Linked DNA regions of Macaca mulatta: region 2 is linked to region 1. Evidence: chromatin contacts called from public Hi-C data. All regions are on one chromosome and are shown on one strand. Each heading gives the region's core, a stretch centred on a gene start, on an enhancer-like site or on the middle of the called end of the contact. The rest is flanking DNA. Distances are from core to core; before and after follow the strand shown. Region 1 holds the start of SIX6 (SIX homeobox 6). Region 2 holds the start of SIX1 (SIX homeobox 1).

Region 1 (5,315 bases), core at 677-3,176:
CGGGGAAGAAAGGGAACACGGGTCACAGCTCGTAACACAGCCGCCCGTCGCCCGCCCCCACCACCTCCTGTGTCCCTCCAGCCCGGCGGCCAGAGGCTCTTCCGTAGACCCGAGCAGTTAAGGCGAGGATTTCCCGGCAAGGCGTTAGAGGTCGGGCAGGAGTCCGCGGCCGCCCCTCCGCGGGCCCCTACTGTTGTGCCCCACCATCATTCGCGCCCTTTCTCAGCGCCCCAGCTCCCAGGTCTTTGGTATACTGGGCTTGCAGGGTCCTCCCCATTTGTTGTCCACCTTTGGGAGATAAACAGGACTGTCAGGAAATAAACGAAGCGTGGGTGACAAGGACAAATCGGTCCCGGGGACATGGGATTCCATTTCTAATGGTGCGTCTGCCTGGGGCGTACGCCTGAGTCAGTGCTCCCGCGATCGCGTTGGATCGGGTCGGCCCGACCTAAAGGGAAAAAGGATTGTAAGAAGCATTTGGGCCTGGGGGATGAGGCTGTGCTCTTCCGCAAAATGTTTGGCTCATCGAGATCCACACTCCGGGAAATGAAAAGCCTCGGCCCATCGACTAGTTTGCTGTTTTGAGACAAGGGTGGCAGGCAGCGCATGGGAAGAGGAAAACTCGACTTCCTATTTCTCAAAAGTGCATTGAAAACTGTTTTCAAAGCATTACGGAGGGATGCACCTGGGCTTTGAAAATGATAATTAACATGAAACCGACACACTGCTAATAAGTCAGGCTTCCATTAATAGTAGGAGCCTGTGCCCAGGCTAACAAGAATTAGCTTTGGGTCTTGGGGTCTCTAATTGTAGGATTTTAATTTTTGTTTCTCTTCCCCTCTCCGTCCCAGTGAAGCCTTGGTTTGGTGACCGGGACCAGCTGCTGCAGCTGCCCGGAGGCGTGGAGAACCAGTGGGTGGGGAAGCAGAGCCGGGAAGGGAACTCCAGAAACCCAGAACGCAAGTGGTCTCTTAACCCGAGACAGACCGCGCTCCCAACTCCTGCTGAATTGGAGTCGCCAGGGACTGGGTAACGGCGCCAGAGGTGCCTCCACCCGCCTCCTCCCCGGTGCGCCCAAATCGCGGAGGCCTGTAGGTACCGACCTGTTCTTGGCTGCAGCCGCTCGGTCCCTTTGTCGGCGGTTTTTGAACCAGTTGCCCACCTGCGTGGGAGTCAGTCCGGTTGCCTGGGCGAGCTCACGCTTTTTGCTGGGGTTAGGGTATGGATCCTGCAGGTACCACTCGCGTAGCAGGTGCCGCGTGCGCTCCTTGAAGCAGTGTGTCTTCTGTTCGCCGTCCCAAATGGTGCGCGGCAGCGGGAACTTCTTCCTTACTCGGTACTTGTCCACCGGCCCCAGGGGCCTTCCACGCAACTTCTCAGCCTCCTGATAGTGTGCTTCAAGCCAGAGCGCCTGCAGCTTGGCGTGCGACTCCTTGGTGAACTTGTGGTTTTCCAGGATATGGTAGAGCTCGCGGTAGTTGCCACCGTGAAAGGCCACGATAGCTCGTGCGCGCAGCACCGACTCATTCTTGTTGAGGGCCTCGCAGGCCGCAGGGGCCACGGGCAGCGACCAGAGGAAGCGACCCAGGCGCTCCACATCGCCGCTCTCTTCCAGGGTCTCGCATACCCCGGCCACTTGCTGGGGGCTGAAATTCAAGATGGGTAGCTGGAACATCGAGGCAGCTCCGGCAGCGGCGAGGGCACTGAGCCCGGAGCGGGACACGCAGCAGATGCCCGCGGGCCTGGCTGAGTGCGCCAGGCTCTTGTCGATGAGGCGGATTGGGGCAGCGGGGACACACGACTGGTGGCGGCGGTGGCGCAACGGCCGGGAGCGGGCGGCCCTGACTGGAGGAGGTGCTGGCTCCTCGGCTCCAGGTTCGGGCTCGGCTCGGCTCAAGCACGCGGGCAGGAGAGCTGGCTCCGCTACTGGGGTGGGCGGATTGACGGCGCGGGCGCCATGGAGACCCCTTGTCAGTCACCGGCTGGCTCTGCCAATCAAAGCTTGGACCAGCAAGCCACGACTGTTTCAGCACCTCCCCGTGCTCGACAGCGCCCGCCGTTAGTCCCTGGACTTTTCCTCAGTATTTTGCAGAACCTGGAGGTTGAAAAGACATGCGAGTGTCTGGGAGAAAAAGAGAGGCGAGTGCGGCAGAATTCACTCTTCTTCCCTCCCCCACCCCACTCTACCCCTCCCTCCCCTTTCCCACCAAAGAAGCAGTGATGCTACAGGAATTCAGGAATTCACTTTGGGGCGATGCGTTGTCTCGGTCGAGAGGTCTCCAGAGGACAAAGAGGACTGAGCCAAACTGAAATGCTCCGAGAATTCGCAAGTTTAGTTGTAGCAAAACAGCAAACCTTGCGGTGGGAGCAGGAAGCAGGTGAGGGGAAGCGATCTTCTCATTTTTTCCCAAGTACCCATCTCTACATGCCTCCCTCTTCCCGTTTCCAGTTGCCAAAGCAGCTGAGTGGGAAGCAAATCTGGAGCAGCAGGAACAGGACCAGGGATCTGTAGAAGAGGTCAGTTTGAACTCTAGCCTTATTCCCTTCAAAGCCCACTAAAATTTTAAATGAGAACAAGGACATGTTCACGTCTGATAACGCAGATGCAGACCACGAAGTCAGACACTTTAAGAAAAGAAGGGTGGGCTCTAGGGACCTCCAAATAAAGAGGATAAATATACTTTCTCCCCCTCCCCCAGTTTAATGGGCTTGAACAAATGTGCAGTATAGCCACATCTAGAGCTGAGAAGTCATTGGTAGGTCAGGACAGCAACTTAAAAGCTTATTTCCGATATCTTTTAAAAAATATCGACTTAACTCCTTTCCTTGCAGGCTTATTTTGCCCCTACCTTGTGTTAGAACATATACCTCTTGAGCTGGGGATAACAATTCTAACCTTGGCATTTTAGCCCAAAAGCAATTCAGTAAAAATACAATACAGAAAGGAATCCACTACAATGCGGGGGCCTAGAAAGCGCTTCTTAAGCCTCTGAGCACTGACCCCTCCTGTAGTGAGGAAGGAGTGACTTGGTGTCTCTGACTTTGGGCTAGTAGAGTGAATTGGCAACTTTTATTGATTCCCAATTGGCAGTCCACATCGTACCATTTTCTGAGGCCTGGGTCAAAGAAACCATGATCTCATCCGGTCCTGTGGTAAGGGTTTGTTTAGTCTGAAAAAAATAACTGGTAGGGGGCTGTATAACAAAAACGCCAGGAAAACAGTTTTGGGGAGGTCCATCCCTAGACAGAAATGAGATGAGAATGTTCACCGCCGAACTGGACTGGGCCCGACTGTCTTTTCTTTAGTATCAAGTACAATTTGTATGCGGCTTGTACAGATCTGGTAAATCAGAAGGCAGATAGATAGCACAGATGGTTGGAGGTGTCGGGTCAGATCACGCCACGCCTGAGTGCAGGGCAAAGCTCGTTCTGACGGAAAACCCTGATATTATTTTCACAGATCTTCACAGTTCACTCTAAAAAAATAGCAGAGGGGAAGAAAAAAGCCCTGAAACCATTTACATCATTTCTGTGAGATTGCCAACCGCCTCAACGGAGAGGCTTTCTTTTCTAAGAGTTCATTTTCTTGAAATACGACAGGGCAGGGGCAAAACAAAGAGGGCGATGAAGATAATGACAAAGCATAAACCTTATTTCCCTTGGAGCGACTTTTGAATCAGCTGGCAGGACAACTTTTAAAAAGAAACATCGCGTACAAGGGCCCCGAACATGCAGGCGGAGGAGAATCCGTGGTGCAGAAAATGAGGGCCTGGGAGGGGGCCGGGCAGGGATGAAGCCGGACCCGGGAGGGCTGCGATCCCGGAGCTTCTGGCCAGGGAAGGAAAGCACCCCCTTGCTCCAGTTTGCAGAGGTTTATTTTCCCTCTCGGGATGGTTCCTCTGCGGGCTATTGCTCACGAAATTGTTTGGCGCGCACCCTTCGCATGCAGACGAGGTGGTGGGGTCCTCGGAGACCTTACAGCCTGCGAGCCAAGCCGAGAGCCGACCCAGATCCCAGCGCCTAGTTGCTGAGGTGGGAGAGATTGTCCATGCCCCAGGAGACCACACGTCCCCCTCGCCCTTTTGCTGGACAGTTTGGAAGCGGTACTTTCGGGGAGAGCTGGTTTCTTACCCTTAATCTTTGTGAGCAAGTCGACAGTCTAGGGGCCCCATCCAGGAAATGGGAATATTTATCCTATGGCCCATTTCTTGGATAATAGTTCTGCAGATAATTAGATGAGGGTGCTTTGGCTTCTGAGGCTTGCGGGCAACTGGAACTAAGAGTCTGAGTTGGCCGCGCGGGAGCCGCCAGAAGGGTGCGGGCTGCCTGTGGCAGAGTCCGAGCACTGTCTGGTCGCTCGGCAGGAAGGGACTGAGAAGCGCCTGGAGATCGGGGTCTACTATCAGGAGATCCATCTTCGCCATCGCAAGGGACTTGATTTAATTTTATTAACCCAAAGGAAATAGACTGCGCCAGGGCACCTTGGAATCACTTATTTGTTCCCCGGCTTCACAAGGGGAAGGGACGAACAGGAAGAAGTATGTGAGCCGAGCCCCCTGGGAAAGAGGGAAGCTTCACGGGATTCCTTAGAAATAACCCTGTTTGGGGGAAGGCGGTGACCCTCACCCCACCCTTAAGGTGTACTTCTCCTAGGTTTGCCAGACGAAAACTGTATCTTCGGGCTGGCTTTTCTTAATTTTACGGAAGGGTGTAATTTTTTTTTTCTTTTACCAGTTTTGAGGTTTTGTGCCAGCCCTCCAGGCAACCCCTCACTTCTTATCCCACATTTCATTTTTCCTTTGCATTTGACCAGGAAATCAAGAAAGTACAGTGGCAGCACTTGGCCTTGGGCCTGTCTGGGTGGTTTTGCAACTTTCTACCGCTAGTTTGCAGCTAGTAGATTGAGACATGAGGTCTTGGACAAACTCTCGGGTCTTGCCGGGAATCCATAGACGTCTACTCAGCTTTCTCTAGAGTTGCATTTTGTGGGGCAAATATGGAGAAAAAAGCATGTAGAAGATGATGTCCAAGGGCAGGTTCTGTAGCTAACTGTTGCTGCTGGATTTAGGCAGTGTGCCCCAGGGAATTCTGAGGCTCATGCCAGAAATATCCGGAGTTCAGTGTGGGACTTCTGCACATATGGGGATCTCACTCCTCGCTCTGCCCCTACTGATTTTCCTCTCTAGAGTAGAGGACAGGTGGAATTCTTGTTACACTCTGCCGACCAGTAGCTCACATTTGCCAGAGGAGAGCAGTGCTTAGAAGTCAATACTTTCTTACCTCTGGGTTCCAATCTTATCTTTTCTTTGACTTTT
Region 2 (5,236 bases), core at 2,065-4,564, 160 kb before region 1:
TGCTGCTCCGGCGCCACGCCGGCCGTCAGAGTCGGAGTTCCCAAGGGTCGAGGGCACCCGGAGTTTCCGACTAAGCACAAGAAAAATAATTTTGGCACTTCAGCCCGGATTTGGGGAGTCTCCGCACTGCCCCAGAGCGATGACACGAATTTATTGAAGAAACACCTCTCTGTGCCCTCCCTTTCCAAATATTTGTAGGTAGAGTAGGATCCTCACCGTCGTTCTGGATGGTGAAAGAATTACAACAAAGCTGCCCGGGAGCCCCAAAGTATCTTGCTCCAAGCCAGAAGGGAAACAAGTAGGTCCCAGCTAGGAGTGTTTGCATCAAGGCCTATGTGAACCCAGCTGAGAAACCCTAGCAACTGCTAATGCTGTCCCATTGAATGCTTTTTTGTCGACTAATTATGCGCACGCGGCCGTTACCTGCACAGAGGAGGCACTGGAGAGCCGAAACCTAGCATCGGGCGCTCCTTGCCAGCGGTGTTCTCTCCCAAGCCGCGCTGCGGCGAGGGCAGCAGCCGCTGGCTAGAGTTGCTTGTTTCCTTTAAATCTCCAACGCATCTCTGCTTTTCGTGCGATTTGCATTGACAGCAAAGGTTTTATGTTACCAGAACAACTCAAACCTTTCTGCGTGCGATTTTAAATGGATCATTTGGTTTAGGTGGTTTGTAAATTCATGTCATTTTATCTTTTTTAGTGATTTTCAGTAAAAGATTCCATTTGGGAAACCTTATATATCCGAGCCAATAATTAACATTTATAACAATTGGTTCCCCTAACCGAGGGATCGAAATAGCAGGTAGACTCCTTGGTATAAAGCGCAGAGCACTTTCCATTTCCAGTTACTCGATCTATTGGATTAAGCGGGAGGAAAAATGTTGGCGGGCCCAGTCACGGCCTCCGAGGAAGAGCACCTCTTCTCTTCTACCCGGGTTCCCGCAATCACAGCTTCTACACGTCGTTTTCCCAGTTGACGGCAATATATAGTACGTCCTGGTTCCTTTTGAAGACAAGTAAAAAGAAATAGGCAGGTAGGTCTGGAGGAAGCCGGGGTGGGGTGGGGGGGAAGGTGGTCCTATTCGTGTCTAATTGCCATCTCTCTGCTCTCTGTCATCCTCTGTAAATGTATACCTGCCCTTATTTGTCCAGGCTATGCCTCATTTCCTTATACAGAATTGTTAATTACAAATCAGACCTCATACTCAACATACTGTTTGTCTTTCAAGAGACGTGGTTGTGCTTAAAGACCCTCCCCTCCTTGTAATTGTGCGCACTTGCTCCAGACTTTAGGGTATTAACTGATTTTTTAGAGCCGGGTTTAAGCCTCCGTTCCGGTCCTCACACAGCTGCCATGTCAATAAGGACTGTTTCAAGCAGAGACATTCCTTCTGGGAGGACACTGCAGCTCCTTAAGACTTCATGTGAAACATCATAAGCACTAAAATGAGACAGTGAGGGGAAATTACCAGAGGTGGCTCTGGGTTTAACAGTGCCAGGCTTCCAGTTTAGAAAGTCATTGGGCATACTATATGGCAGAGGCTCTTTTGAAAGAATGCACACCCATTAAATGCATTTTTTTTAAAAGCCTAAGGTAATGAAATATAAGCATCTGCTTCCAAGATCTAATTGCATGGAATAAGCAAGAGTTTCCAGGATGCAGAAAGCATTATGTTCAGCAGAGAAGCAGCTTCCTGTCTACTTGGAATCTCCCATGTGGCAACCCTGAGGTGGGAACCCTATATGAGTTTAGAATGTATGTTGCAGGGTGCACTGTACTGGGTGCATCATTTTAAAACCATATTAATAATAAAAGGGGAAACCCAGACACTGCTTCTCCTTCTCCCACTTGCATCTCAATATGCAGAAGGTTCTGTGGTGCTGGGCTCTTTGACTAAAGGAATCAAAACATATTTAAAGAAGACAAGCTAGTTTAAGGAGCCTACAGTTTGTTCTTCACCACTCACTAAGAGGGCACATTGAAATCAAAAGCATTTTTGAAGTGTACTTAGAATTCTGTTTTGAACTTATCTAATCAGAGATAAGTATAGTCATAAAGTCACTCTCCTTCCACCATTTGGCTTCCCTTATCTCCACGCATTGTTCTTATCTCCTGCTGGTCTCAGCTACCGACAATAGATTATCTTTGTTTAGAGAGGCTAATTGTCTTCAAAATCTTTTTAATAATTGCTTTGGAACCAGGTGTGCAAATGAGGCTTAAGATAATTACAACTTCATTTGTTTGTGCAGTTTTACTAAGCATTCTCCACACATAAACAAAACAGCAGATGATGGGACTTAAATTGCAGTACATCTCTCATTCCTTGGCAGCAAAATAGGCCAGCATTGCAACACACACACACACACACACACACACACACACACACACACACACCCCTCTTTATTTAATCTTCTTGGAGCCGCTGTCGTCCTCGCTTTGAGGGCAGTGTCCCTCTCAGAGCAGGGTAAGGATTATGTTACAACCGGACGGTTATTGGAGCCGGGCACAATTTTATTTAATTTACACCACATCCAGCGCCTTTCGTACGAGGTTCCCAAAGCATTTTTTGCTAATAGCAAGTAAAGCTTCTCGGCATTCCTCAGTAGCAGAAGTGGCATTGGAAAACGCAACAGCACAGATGGGGGAAATTGAGTCTAGAAGCTTCAGGAACCTGCTGGTTTCAACCGCAGAACATTAAGATACCAAATCACAAATGAACGCTCGGAGTCTCTAGGTGCTCAGCAAGTATGCCCGAAACACCTCTTTGCCTGGTCTCAAATCATGGACGTCCTTTGTGAATGAGGGAAACGCTGTCCGACTGGGAGTACTTGTGCCCTTTGGAGGGTGGTGTGCGGCAGCTGGGGGAGGACAGTGGGAGTTGGTGGGGGGAGGGGGAAGGAAATAGGGTTGGCTTCTCGAGCTGAAGCCAACCCGAAGAGAAGCCACTGCTCCAGAGGCTGCATGCGGAGACCCAGGTCTGCTCTTGAATTATTTATCGCGTTCCATAAGCTATTCATCAATCCATTATTTATTCATTCCAACATTAAAGTAATTAAATATGAGCTCACCGGGAAAGGGCAAGTTTGTAAGGGATGAAAGCAAGAGTACGGAGGGAGAGGGGAGGAATTAAGGTTTGGAGTAATTGATTTGTGCGGAGTTTTGCGCGACTCCCCTTAGGTGATACTGGTGACGGGTCCCGCGCTGCAGGGTCCTGACGCGCTCACCCACTCTCTATCTCCCCACACCTCCGCAGCGCAGCTCCCTCAGACCCCAACTGGCTTCCCACCTTTCCTCTTCCTTCTCCTCCCACCACTCCCTCCCTGCGCAGCCCCGGCAACACCCCCAACCCCCAGCTCCTCAGCCTCGCCCTCCCCGCGCTGGGCGGTGCGGCCTCGATGGGCGGTGCGGCCTCTCTGCCCAGCCGGGCGGCGCGCTGGCTGGCCAGCCCGGGATAGGCGCCGCCCGCAGCCAATCAGCGTGCCGGGGACGCTGCGAGCTTTAAGGCCGCTGCGGGGAGAACAGAAACCAAGTTCCCCGGCAACTAGCAGCATCCACCGGGCGGGAGGTCGGAGGCAGCAAGGCCCTAAAGGCTACTGAGTGCGCCGGCGGTTCCATGTTCAGAGCGTACCCTACTCCTCCGCCTTCTCTTGCTTGGCTGCCCACCTCCAAGTTCTGACTCGGGTTTTCGCCTTTGCAAAGCCTAAGGAGGAGGTTAGGAACAGCCGCGCCCCCTCCCTGCGGCCGCCGCCCCCTGCCTCTCGGCTCTGCTCCCTGCCGCGTGCGCCTGGGCCCTGCGCCCCGGCAGGCCCCAGCCATGTCGATGCTGCCGTCGTTTGGCTTTACGCAGGAGCAAGTGGCATGCGTGTGCGAGGTTCTGCAGCAAGGCGGAAACCTGGAGCGCCTGGGTAGGTTCCTGTGGTCACTGCCCGCCTGCGACCACCTGCACAAGAACGAGAGCGTGCTCAAGGCCAAGGCGGTGGTCGCCTTCCACCGCGGCAACTTCCGTGAGCTCTACAAGATCCTGGAGAGCCACCAGTTCTCGCCTCACAACCACCCCAAACTGCAGCAACTGTGGCTGAAGGCGCATTATGTGGAGGCCGAGAAGCTGCGCGGCCGACCCCTGGGCGCCGTGGGCAAATATCGGGTGCGCCGAAAATTTCCACTGCCGCGCACCATCTGGGACGGCGAGGAGACCAGCTACTGCTTCAAGGAGAAGTCGAGGGGTGTCCTGCGGGAGTGGTACGCTCACAATCCCTACCCCTCGCCGCGCGAGAAGCGGGAGCTGGCCGAAGCTACCGGCCTCACCACCACGCAGGTCAGCAACTGGTTTAAGAACCGGAGGCAAAGAGACCGGGCCGCGGAGGCCAAGGAAAGGTACGCGGCGTGCTTCCCGCGACTCGGGCGACCCCAGGAAGCCTTCCTTTCCCCTTCGCCCCCTCCCGCCCCCGCAGGCACCAGCCACCAAGTCCTCCTGGCCGGCCGAAGCCCGTCCACGGGGCGGCGCGCAGGCCTCCGCAGCGCTGCAGAGAAAGTTCATGAACTCTGAGGTTCCTTGCTAAGAATGGGGCCTCATTTGCTTTGAGCACCCGCGCGTGGGTTTCTCTGGGATGTGAGTTTCGGGAAATATTGGCGCTAGGTTTGGTTTTCATGCCTCCCTGGCTGGCCGCGGCTTGGAGTGGTGGGTGGAGAGTGAGTTTCTAAATCAACGGGCAATGAAGTGTTGATTGGCGTCGCAAGGAAAGGAGTTCGGTGGGAGCTGAGGTTAGCGAACCTCTCTCCTCTTCGCTCCCCAGAGGGGTGAAGCTGGTCTGAGACATTGGCTCTGCCCCCACTCCTTGCGGGTTCTCCACCGCTCGCTCTCGATAGTCTTTTGGATTAGGGGTCGCCTGCTTCATTTCTCAGTAGCTGGACAAAGGGCGGGGTCTTTTAAAAACACACCAAAAAGAGAGCTCTGGAGAGAGTTGGCGCTGCATTTACTCCCCGGCGCCCCAAATTAAGAAAGGGTTGATCCTCGTCGTGCTCGCTCGCGCGTGGCCCGGCACTGCAGCCCGTCGGTCTGGCTGAACGCGCTGCCTGCCCAGACGAGGAAAGGGTCTCCATTCGCAGCCTTCTCTCGCACTGGAGCTCATAAGGCAATGTTTTCAAAATTGGTCTCTACCTTCCCCCACCTCAGGGCAACACCTTCGGCCACCTGGCCAGGCTCCTTCTGTTCTCTGTAGAGTTTCCGACAGAGATTCG

What was found. Hi-C and Micro-C count contacts between places; a contact is called where the count stands out from the background.
Region 2: a Hi-C map of fetal cortex germinal zone shows a contact between it and region 1, with 3 times the contacts expected there. The contact joins the promoter of SIX1 here to the promoter of SIX6 in region 1. A contact is called at or near these places in 2 of 14 Hi-C or Micro-C datasets (fetal cortex germinal zone and fetal cortical plate).

The regions. Positions count from the first base shown.
Region 1 is chr7:133,622,410-133,627,724 of T2T-MMU8v2.0, reverse strand. SIX6 (SIX homeobox 6) reads right to left here and starts at 1,926. Exons shown (of 2, transcript XM_015143827.3): 1 at 1,104-1,926. The coding sequence starts at 1,675.
Region 2 is chr7:133,781,093-133,786,328 of T2T-MMU8v2.0, reverse strand. SIX1 (SIX homeobox 1) reads left to right here and starts at 3,314. Exons shown (of 2, transcript XM_001096585.5): 1 at 3,314-4,372. The coding sequence starts at 3,813. LOC144330267 (a long non-coding RNA gene) reads right to left here and starts at 1,029. Exons shown (of 2, transcript XR_013396292.1): 1 at 1-1,029.